3 separate regions of the Mus musculus genome follow, and all the other regions are linked to region 1. Evidence: chromatin contacts called from public promoter capture Hi-C data. All regions are on one chromosome and are shown on one strand. Each heading gives the region's core, a stretch centred on a gene start, on an enhancer-like site or on the middle of the called end of the contact. The rest is flanking DNA. Distances are from core to core; before and after follow the strand shown.

Region 1 (3,279 bases), core at 582-3,081:
TTAAGGACCTTGAAGCTAGGTGCCTGGATATGGCCCAGTCTGATGAGTTAGAATGCCGGGTCTAGTCTCTACAGCACACTAGGCCAAGGCAGTTCCATGTGGAAGAGGTTTTATTGTAAGGGAGAGACAAGGTAGTGGCAGAAAGAGAAGGGTGAGAGAGAGTGAGGAAGGGGCGTTCTCCTCATTTATATGGAAAATGATGTAACACAGGTGAGTCAAGTGGATGTTGGGAATATGGTGCCTGTTGTCTTGGCAACCAGTCAGAAGGTAGCAGGTCATGCTGTCGCCTATGTGATGTCACAGGTTTGGGATGTCCTGATGCCAACACCGCCTCTAAGGGGTACTCCCTTGTTTAATCCTTCCTGTGAAATCACAATGGATCACTCTACAGCTCCCCCCTGCTTTGTGTTTCATCCTTTACAAATGGTGTTCAATCTCCCATCAGGGACAAAGTTCAGACCCCAGTCTGCCTCCCTAAGGGCTCAGAAATTAAAGCTTTCATTTTTCAGCTTCCATCTCTGAAGTTTTCTTAGCTTCTATATTGAACACAACTCCTACTTACTATTCTTTAATTGCTTCTTTTAAAATCAGGTTTTAAAATTGACTGTTGTGTTTTATGAAAAGAAAAAGAAGTCAGGTATATGTTTGGTGGCTGTCTGGTGTCTTAGTTAGGGTTTTACTGCTGTGAACAGACACCATGACCAAGGCAAGTCTTATAAAAAAACAACATTTAATTGGGGCTGGGTTACAGGTTCAGAGGTTCAGTCCATTATCATCAAGGTGGGAGCATGGCAGCATCCAGGCAGGCGTGGCACAGGCAGAGATGAGAGTTCTATGTCTTCATCCAAAGGCTGCTAGTGGAAGACTGACTTCCAGGCAACTAGAGTGAGGATCTTAAGCCCACAACCACAGTGACACACCTATTCCAACCAGGTCACACCTATTCCAACAAGGCCACATCTCCAAATGGTGCCACCCTCTGGTCCAAGAATATACAAACGTCATACCTGGTATGTTGAGGTGAAAAGGGGTACCTCTGAGGGCCAGTGTTGAAGCATTACCTTCTTCCTGAGGTACCAGCCACACAATTGTATAGTATAGAATACAGTTTATTTAAGACATGGAGAGGGGAGTTGAGGGGTTAGTAGAGACAAAGAAAGAGGGATAGAGAGGGGAGGAAGGAGGAGGAGGGACAGAGAAGAAAGAGGGTAAAAAAGGAAGAGAGGACAATTGAGCAAGAGAGGGGGGTATGTGAGGGTACAAGCAGCCCCTTTTATAGTGAGTCATGCCCACCTGGCTGTTGCCAGGTAATTGTGGGGCAGCCCAGAAGAAATGGCAACAGGGATGGTTCCTGCTTTAGAAAACACATGTTTAAAACATTAAACATGTTTGATCAGAAAGCACTGGGAATTTCCCCTGAGAGAAGCACACTTGCAATACTCCCGGATTTTGTAATTTCCACTGATGGCTGCCTGGGTTTTACTGTGCTTTATCTGTGCCAAGAAGGCTGGAGGAAACTGGAAATGGGTTCCAAGGAAAGAGAAGGTAAACAGATTCCACAGTGGAGGCCTGCTGTCCCTTGGCTGCAACAGAGTATCACACTGGCTTTTCGGGATAGACAGGAACCTCTGACCTCCCTTTCCAGTCTTGGCCAAGTTAACATGGCCTATTTTATTTTACTTTCAGTTTTGTTTCTGCTGCAGCATGTGATTTCTTTTAACTCCTTCTCTCTCTCTCTCTCTCTCTCTCTCTCTCTCTCTCTCTCTCTCTCTCTCTCTGTGTGTGTGTGTGTGGTCAGCTTACATAAAAGAGGAGCAAAGAGAGCAGGAGGGAGGAGAGCAGAAGGGAGCCTGAGGAGGCAGCAGCAGCTGAGAACTGCACTTGGACCTGTGCTGTGGGACCAGGTATATTTACTTTTCCTTTCTTTAAGGAGCAACTTAGTCTGGACCTCAGCTTGATTTCCAAGTCAAAGGGGCAACTGAGGGAGGGGGAAGGGAGGCAGATTATGAGCTCTCTGGTCTGCAGGGGGCTGTGGCTGGCTTTAGGTCTAGGAGGTCAGTTTCTTTCCTCTGATAAAGGACAGATACAAAGTGGCAGCCTGACACTGCTGGCTGCCCTGCTCTGTTAGACAAACTATGGGAAGAGCCCTGGTCCTGCCTCAGCTGGGACCACAACAGCTCCTGCCCTGGTTCACAGGCAACTGTAGGCAGAGGAAAGTCTCTGTGGAGGAACCGTGTGAGGAAAACTCAGCACAAGAGCTTGGCAAACATCTATCTGGAAATAACTTAGTTCCTACCTCACTGACTTTGAATTAAGTGTAAGAAGATAATCCAGTTCTATATTGATGTTTATGTTGTATGTGAGATGTAGAGATTACGTAGTGCTATGTGCATTTTGTTTGGGCTGCTAGTCTTATTTCATACATGGAACTAAGCTGCAGAGAGCCTGGTTTCTGGAGTTAAGTGACGTCACCTGTATCTAACTTCTGGAGATTCTGCACATTCTCCTTCCTTGGCATAATGTCCTCATGCTCATCTGGGACTGAGGGCAGGGCAGGGGAGGCAGGTTATGTGTTGTCTGACCTGTAGGAGTCTGTGTCTAGCCTAAGTCTATTAAGGTCTACAAAGTTGTGTACAGTAGTTAATTTTATTCCCTTCTTTGGCTGAATAATATTCTATTGTGCACATTGTCAGACTGTGTTAATGTATGCATCTGTTGGTGATCTGTTGGTGGGAGTCTGGGCTGTCTCCACAATGTGGGTATTGTGAACACAGCTGCCATGATCACTACAGCTCAAAGGTCCATCCAAGTCCTTCTTTGCTATTTTGTTTGTGTTGTAATCAAAGAAGAGCTGTTAGATCAGACATAAGTATTGATTTTCTCAAAAGCGAGGACTGTTTCCCATGAGGTAATATTCTGTATTCTTAGCCACAGAGTACAGACACCTGAGTTGTCTAAATTCTGGGTTACATGGATTTGTTTTTGCTTTGTGTGGTAGCTGTCCTTGTGTGTATGGTTTGATTGGCACTTCCTCAATATTTGTCAAAGACATGTTATAAGAAACAATGGGTCTATAGAATTGTTGTGCAACAAAAACAAGTAGTTCTTAAAAATAACAGCATTCATGCTTAAACTGTAAACATCAGCAAAACTAAGTAAACAATTTCAAATAAATATGTATGTTAACCCAAAGCAAGCTTCAGCCTCAGTAAGCTCTAAGAAGCCAAATCACACATGATCATGTGACTCTAGACTCTTACACCATGTCCCTCAGCATGG
Region 2 (3,279 bases), core at 584-3,083, 1.1 Mb after region 1:
AAAGGGAGAAAAAAGTCATAGGCTCTTTTTTTAAATCCTTGGAAAATAACTTCGATTTTTCTTCTAATTGTCAACCTTGAAAATATTAATGAATAACATATTCATTTATGAGTCACTAATAATTATTTATTGAGAACATCCAATATGTTAGGGACTGTTCTAAGTGCTGAGATATAATACTTACCCTATAAAAATAATAAATGATAGTGTTATTACTATAATCAGCTAATCAGCAATTGTTTTAATTTCTTCACCATTACTCTTTGAAAATAAAGTGCAACTTGCTCAGAATACAAACTCTATTAAAATTCAGAGAACTAAATGAACAAAGAAAGCTTTCCCATCTTTCCAGTAATTGTGAGTGTCTCTAGGACAATTGCTACCAACCCAAGTATTATACTCCTTCCTCCACAGCAGGATAATCACAAAGTGCCCCAAATACAGGTTGTAGAAACCTCTAAACTTCTGAGACACCCTGGTCCACATCACCATTTGGTGAACAGTAAACAGACTAAAGAATCTGCAGAAAATTCTTTGTTCTCATGTGTTTAATCAACAGGGTTAAATAGAGGCAGGCCACAAGAGTGTCAATCAAACGGAAACCTGAGGAAACCAGGAGTCTTTGCTCTCACAGAGGACAATTCACTTTCTCCATTCGGTGTCTTCAGAACTTCGTAGGACACATGGCCTGGCTACTCTCTGTCAGAAGGATAGATATTCCAGCTACTGATGAAGTGAAGTAATGCAGAGTAAAATCATGTCTGGTGGGAGTGTATGTGTGTGTAGTATTTATGTATCTCCTACCTAATGTATATGTGTGTCCTATGTAATGTAGGTGTGTATGTGTGTGTGTGTGTCCTACCTAATATATCTGTGTATAGGTGTGTGTGTATGTCCTACCTAATGTATATGTGTATATGGTACGAGGTGTGTGTGTGTGTGTGTGTGTGGTATGTGTATGTATGTGTGTCTCCTACCTAATGTATGTGCATGTGCATCTATGTGTGTGTATGTATGTGTGGTGTGTGTGATATGTGTATGTGTGTCCTACCTAATGTATGTGTGTGTATGTTTGTTTGTATGTATGTATGTATGTATGTATGTATGTATGTATGTATATGTGTGTGTAGTATGTGTGTGTCCTACCTAACAGGTAATCCCACTCAGCATTTATTGGAGTCCATCTGCATGCAAAGCATTATACTACCATGAGGATCCAGCTACCCAAAGCCACACTGTCATGATCACCTTTCAGTTGTATACACAATTCATAATGGCCACCGTATTCTCTGAATAAGCCAGGCTGAGAGGCATTCAGTTACCTGTCTGCATTTTGAAACACTTGCTACACTGATTTAGATACTTTCGCATCACCACCTCTAAGAAGCCTACAGATAAAAGTTGTGTTTTATTAATGAAAGCTAAACTCTAACAGGACTTTCCCATCAGCCTCCTATTTAGTAAATGTTCTCTTTCAAAATAATTAGACAGAGATCTAATTAAGGCATCACCAGGCAAACACCTGGCTCTTTTGACTTACCATGTCATTTTTAATATCAGTGTCATTGGCTATTGTGACAGTGACCCCAAAAAACAAAAATAAGAATAGGTTTTACTCAAACTTAGCTCTTCCCCATCTTCCTCTGGAAATCAATGCCTTGTAACATGTTCGTATTTCATATTTTTAAACTCCAAAGCTAAAGTCATTTTAAGAATTAAATGATGGAATGGCCTTACCCTCTCTGGCTCCCAAGGTCTTTTTCCCACAAGGTCAAAACCTCAGCGAAGTTCTCGAAGAGGGATCTCAGAGAAGCCACTCTCCAGCTGCTGCTCAGAAGGCTTGTCTGACAGTGCAGAATTTAAACTCTGCTGCAGCTCCTCAGAGCCAATGAGCCTCAGGCTCGGGGTGACTGACATCACAGGTGTCACCGGGACCCCATACACCCACACTTCCTCCAGCTGGCAGAAGTGGGCCTTCTCTAAAAAGCTCTTGTGGTTCTCAAATGACTAGACGAGTTTCCATTAAATTGAAGATCTTCCTAAAGCTTTATTTTGCTTTCTAAATATATATCTTTTGCATCCATGCAGGCTTGTGAGCATTATAAACAATGACCATGTCTCCCGCCCACTAACAGATCCCAGAAGACCCAGGGATGGGAAAGGCGAGTCAGAGGCGGGTAGAGACCTTCCTGCTGGTGCTTATTTCCAGGTGGTGTGTGAGGGAAGCTACTAAAAGTTTACATTTTCCTAAGTTGTTAGTGTTGAGAATATGACCTTGTATTTCTTCTCTTCCTCTTGTAACAGTCTCTACTAAACACCCCTTACCCCATCTATACACAAAGACTCCAAATTCTTACTGATCTAAGGAAGTGCCATTCTCACGATCCCATGTGAACAGGAAATGTTAAAGTGCCTCCTTCGGTAACTTTTATTTTTAACAACAACAACAACAAAATAATGCTCCATTATCCCCTGAAACTACTTAGCACATTTTAGTAATTTTTGAAATCAGAACTGAATTAGAGGAATGCTAACTAGGTGGATCACATCCAGAGAAGTATTGCCAAGAGCGTCTACTCCATCACCAGAACCGAAATGAAAACACTGTTTGCTAGAGTCTTTCTGAGGAGTGTGCTGAAGTTGGCTGAGGGTTCTGGAAGTGGGTTTGGCACTTGTTCAGGAGCATACTCAAGTAACAATCGCATACCACTAAATAAACGCTTCAATGATATAATATACAGCACCAGGCTTTAATTTCCCCAAGGGTAAGGATGCTTGTTTTGTTAAGTGAAGTACACACAATACCACAATGCCCCTAATGGCAGGGACAATTCTTGGGTCACCATAAGTCCTCAGTAAATATATTTTTGTATGAATGGATGGATTGGGGTATACAATTACCTTGACTGAAACACTTGCATGACTCACTTGCCTTTTTAGATATAACAGCCTGGAAAACATTTTCAAATATGTAAATTATTAGATTTATACAATGTAAGCGTAAACTTGGGCGGCGGCGGGGCAGGATATGAAGAGGAGGAGGCTATTTTCATGCAGAGTTGGTCAGAAGGCCACCGTCCATGGGGAGGAGCTCTAAAGGACACGTGTTCTGTTCTGGTTCTGAATTAGACTCTCTGGTGGCTCCACGGCCCTGCCTGAGGTCTATCCTAAATGAACCTTATAATCTCATGTGAGAGTGGATTCTGGGAAAGGGTTGGGAGGAGGGCATTGCTGTAGACTCTACAAATTCCCACACCCAAGGCAAGGACCAACTCGATA
Region 3 (3,279 bases), core at 254-2,753, 1.1 Mb after region 1:
TATCTCCATCAAAACACATCACCATGACAGCATACACCATGGTACCACATCTCCAATCACATTATCATTGTCACGCCATGACACCAGTCATCATGACACCATCTCACCATGACACCATGTCACATGACAGCAGATCACCATGATAGCATAACACCATGTTGCTATGACACCATGACAACATGTCACCATGACAGCATGTCACCATGTTACCATGACACCATGTTACCATGTCACCGTACACCTTAACACTGACACACCATGGAACCTTGACACCACACCAGCTTGATACTGTGTCACCATTACACCAATCACCTTATCACTGCCACACCAAGTCACCATGTCACAATGGAATCACACGCTATGGCTTCTGTCTAGGTCCTGATGTGGATTAGACACGTTCTTGGATCTATGCACCCCAACTCACATCTGGAAACTGCCTTTTTCTAAGTGTGTGCTCAATAGACCCATTTTAAGTTACTGGATCTTGTCCCACTGATAACATTGGGTCGGTCCGAGTTAGGCAAGGCAAAATCTTTCCCTAGACCTGACGAAAACCGAAATCATCTGTGTTGGTGGATATGTTGTGTCTGGATGTTGGTAGCCATGCTTCTCTCCATACATGTCAACAAAAGTAGGAAATGCCTGTGGCTGAGGAAGAGGAGAGAAGCATACAAAAGGTAGAGGACAGACCCAGAGCAGGAGGCAGAGCTCCGGGAGCAGGAGGTGGAGCTCTGGGAGCAGGAGGCGGAGCTCTGGGAGCAGGAGGCGGAGCTCTGGGAGCAGGAAGCAGAGCTCCAGTGATGTCTCCCTCCTTGGGCTTCTTGTATTTCATTCTAGTTTCCTTATGATAAGTTACTTTTTAAAATTTTTTTATTTTTTGGTTTTTCGAGACAGGGTTTCTCTGTGTAGCCCTGGCTGTCCTGGAACTCACTCTGTAGACCAGGCTGGCCTCGAACTCAGAAACCTGCCTGCCTCTGCCTCCCAAGTGCTGGGATTAAAGGCGTGCGCCACCACGCCCCGCGATAATTTACTTTTTAAATTCTTTCCATCGCTTAAAGAGTCCTAACTAACACACCATGGCAACCTCCTAATCGTGCTTCTTGCTTCCTGTCTCTATGTTGTGTGCCTCTGTGAGGAAAGCAAAACTTTATCTCTATACTTGGGTTTTTCAGCCAGACCTGAGAACCTAGCAGGGGAGTGAAGATCCGGAGGTATGGAGTTGAACACAAACACTGAATTGCACAGAGTAGAAAGTCGAGGGGACAGAACAAGGCAAGGGGGCTCGAGGAGGGCAGCTATCCAGGTAGAGAAGTAACAATGAAAATGAGGTTAATGTCAAAGGCATTTCCTCCTGCTTCCCTCGATAAGCACTACCCTTTCCTTTTGGCAAGGGCATCTTTTACATATGAACTTTTTCTTCTGCTCTCAAGAGACAGGTGAGAGCAGAGTGAGCATTATCCCCACACAGTTGATGCAGCGGCGTCATCTGAACGGCAAATTTAGGGCTGGTGTATCCTAAGCCCTCATCTACTCACAGGCAGGTAAAACGACTCAGAGGATGAAAACACCAGACTTTAGTTTAAACAGTGGGAGCTTTTTCGATAATAAAGTGGACACTTGCAAAGGAGAGTTGATGCGGGGTGTTCGTTTATTTAACTTTTTTTTTTTAATTATTGATTTTTGCTACGTACAGTAGAGGAGGCAGAAGGACTGAGAGGCAGAGGCGATGGAAATGGTGTCTTCCTCACATATCAGCCTGACACACATATGAACTCACAGAGATTGTGACAGCATGCACGGGAATATATAAAGTTATTGGTGACAGATAAAGGACCAGGACCTTCCAATATAAGAACCTCCTGTGCTCTGGATCCCGTGATCCTCAGGGATGGGGGTGAAGGGGTCCGGATGTTCAGAGGCTACAACAGCAGGCAATGCTGCCATCTTCTGGAGATTGTAGAAATTACACCATTGGGTCATTTTCATTCAAACGTTAGCTTCAGGAATGGAAGATTTATGAAGAATCATACTTTTTAAAAAAAGAAATAAAGATTTGGGTATGGTGGTGTACATAGGTAATCCCACTACTTGGCAGTCTGAGAATGGTCTACAGTTAGAGGTCATCCTGAGCTGCACAGTGAACTTGAAGCAAACCTGGGAGAGGGAGGAAGGAAAGAAAGAAGGGAGGGGAAAAGGGAGGGATGGAAGGAGGGATGGAGGGAGGGAGGTTGGTTCCAATTACATATAATGATAATGTTCATCTTTTAAAATCATAATGATATTGTTAACTTGTAACTCTACACTGAACTCTGGAAAGGCTGCAATTTAGGAATTGTTGTGTCGTCTTTGAGTGAGCTGCGTTTTTTGCTCTCACATGGTAGCACCAAATTATCAGCATCAAGCCAAAAAACCTAGCTTAGTTAAACGTACTTTGCGTAGAAGATACTCCAGATCCTGTGTGATTGTTTCTCCACCCAGACTGGCGAGAAGAATAACTGTAAGGGATCTTGATGGATTTTGGATTAGGGGTGCTCTTCTTGCTTAGTTAATTCAGAACAGAGCATCTAAGGTTGGCAATCAGCAAAATGATATTAGCACAAAAATGTTTGCAGCTTCACCACTAATATTGTTAAGGGAAAAGAAGAAAGATGAAAAGATCATTTGGGTAATTTGTGGGGATGTGAAAACTATAAAACAGGAGAAGACATGTATATTGATAAACACGTAAAAATGACTCTGACTGCGACTATGAAAACTGTCCATGTTTTCAGAGCATAGCCAAGAGGCCAAACTGTGTCTGCTGCTGGGTAAATGACATCAGGAACCTTCTGCATCCCGGTGAGTGGGCCGCCATTTCCTGCATGGCTCACGTGATTATTTCCTATTTGAAAAGCAAAGTAAGCACGCTCTATTCCCAAAGGGAAACTCTCAACAGCGCCCCCTACCTGTGCACACACACACACACACACACACACACACACACACAGTTTCTAGAAAATGGTGGAAATAGTTCTTCATTTTTTCCCCTCAAAAGACAACCTAAATGAAATCCCATTCTCAAGGGAACACGTCTCTTTTTTTGTTTGTTTGTTTTCCTTCCTCTGTCTGCCTGTCTCTTTTCTTTCTCTGTAGTTCTAGAACTTTCTCATCCCTCCAGGTCTTTTGCTTCCATCAAGCCTTCCCCTTGATAAGGCCGGGCAGAGATTCACATCCCTTCTGCCTTAAATGGAAAGAGATAGGAAAGTAGTCCTTTGAGGACCAGCGTGACCATCTGAAGAA

What was found. Promoter capture Hi-C pulls out the DNA fragments that hold promoters and counts their contacts.
Region 2: a promoter capture Hi-C map of pre-B cells shows a contact between it and region 1, with 3 times the contacts expected there. The contact joins the promoter of Dmp1 here to the promoter of Gbp6 in region 1. A contact is called at or near these places in 9 of 39 promoter capture datasets (the 3T3-L1 cell line, the C10 cell line, the HPC-7 cell line and 4 more) and 1 of 9 other capture datasets (macrophages).
Region 3: a contact with region 1 is called in a promoter capture Hi-C map of the 3T3-L1 cell line, with 3 times the contacts expected there. The contact joins the enhancer-like site here to the promoter of Gbp6 in region 1. A contact is called at or near these places in 9 of 39 promoter capture datasets (the 3T3-L1 cell line, the C10 cell line, the HPC-7 cell line and 5 more) and 1 of 9 other capture datasets (embryonic stem cells).

What each region holds. Positions count from the first base shown.
Region 1 is chr5:105,292,251-105,295,529 of GRCm38.p6, reverse strand. It overlaps Gbp6 (guanylate binding protein 6), which reads left to right and starts at 1,831. Exons shown (of 11, transcript NM_194336.2): 1 at 1,831-1,904.
Region 2 is chr5:104,201,171-104,204,449 of GRCm38.p6, reverse strand. Dmp1 (dentin matrix protein 1) reads right to left here and starts at 1,833. Exons shown (of 6, transcript NM_016779.2): 1 at 1,738-1,833.
Region 3 is chr5:104,217,740-104,221,018 of GRCm38.p6, reverse strand. No RefSeq gene overlaps it. Among named protein-coding and RNA genes, the nearest start is that of Dmp1, 17 kb to the right of the region's middle. Within about 2 kb of position 1,503, at least 9 of the 459 cell types and tissues checked have an H3K27ac peak or open chromatin away from gene starts, as enhancers often do.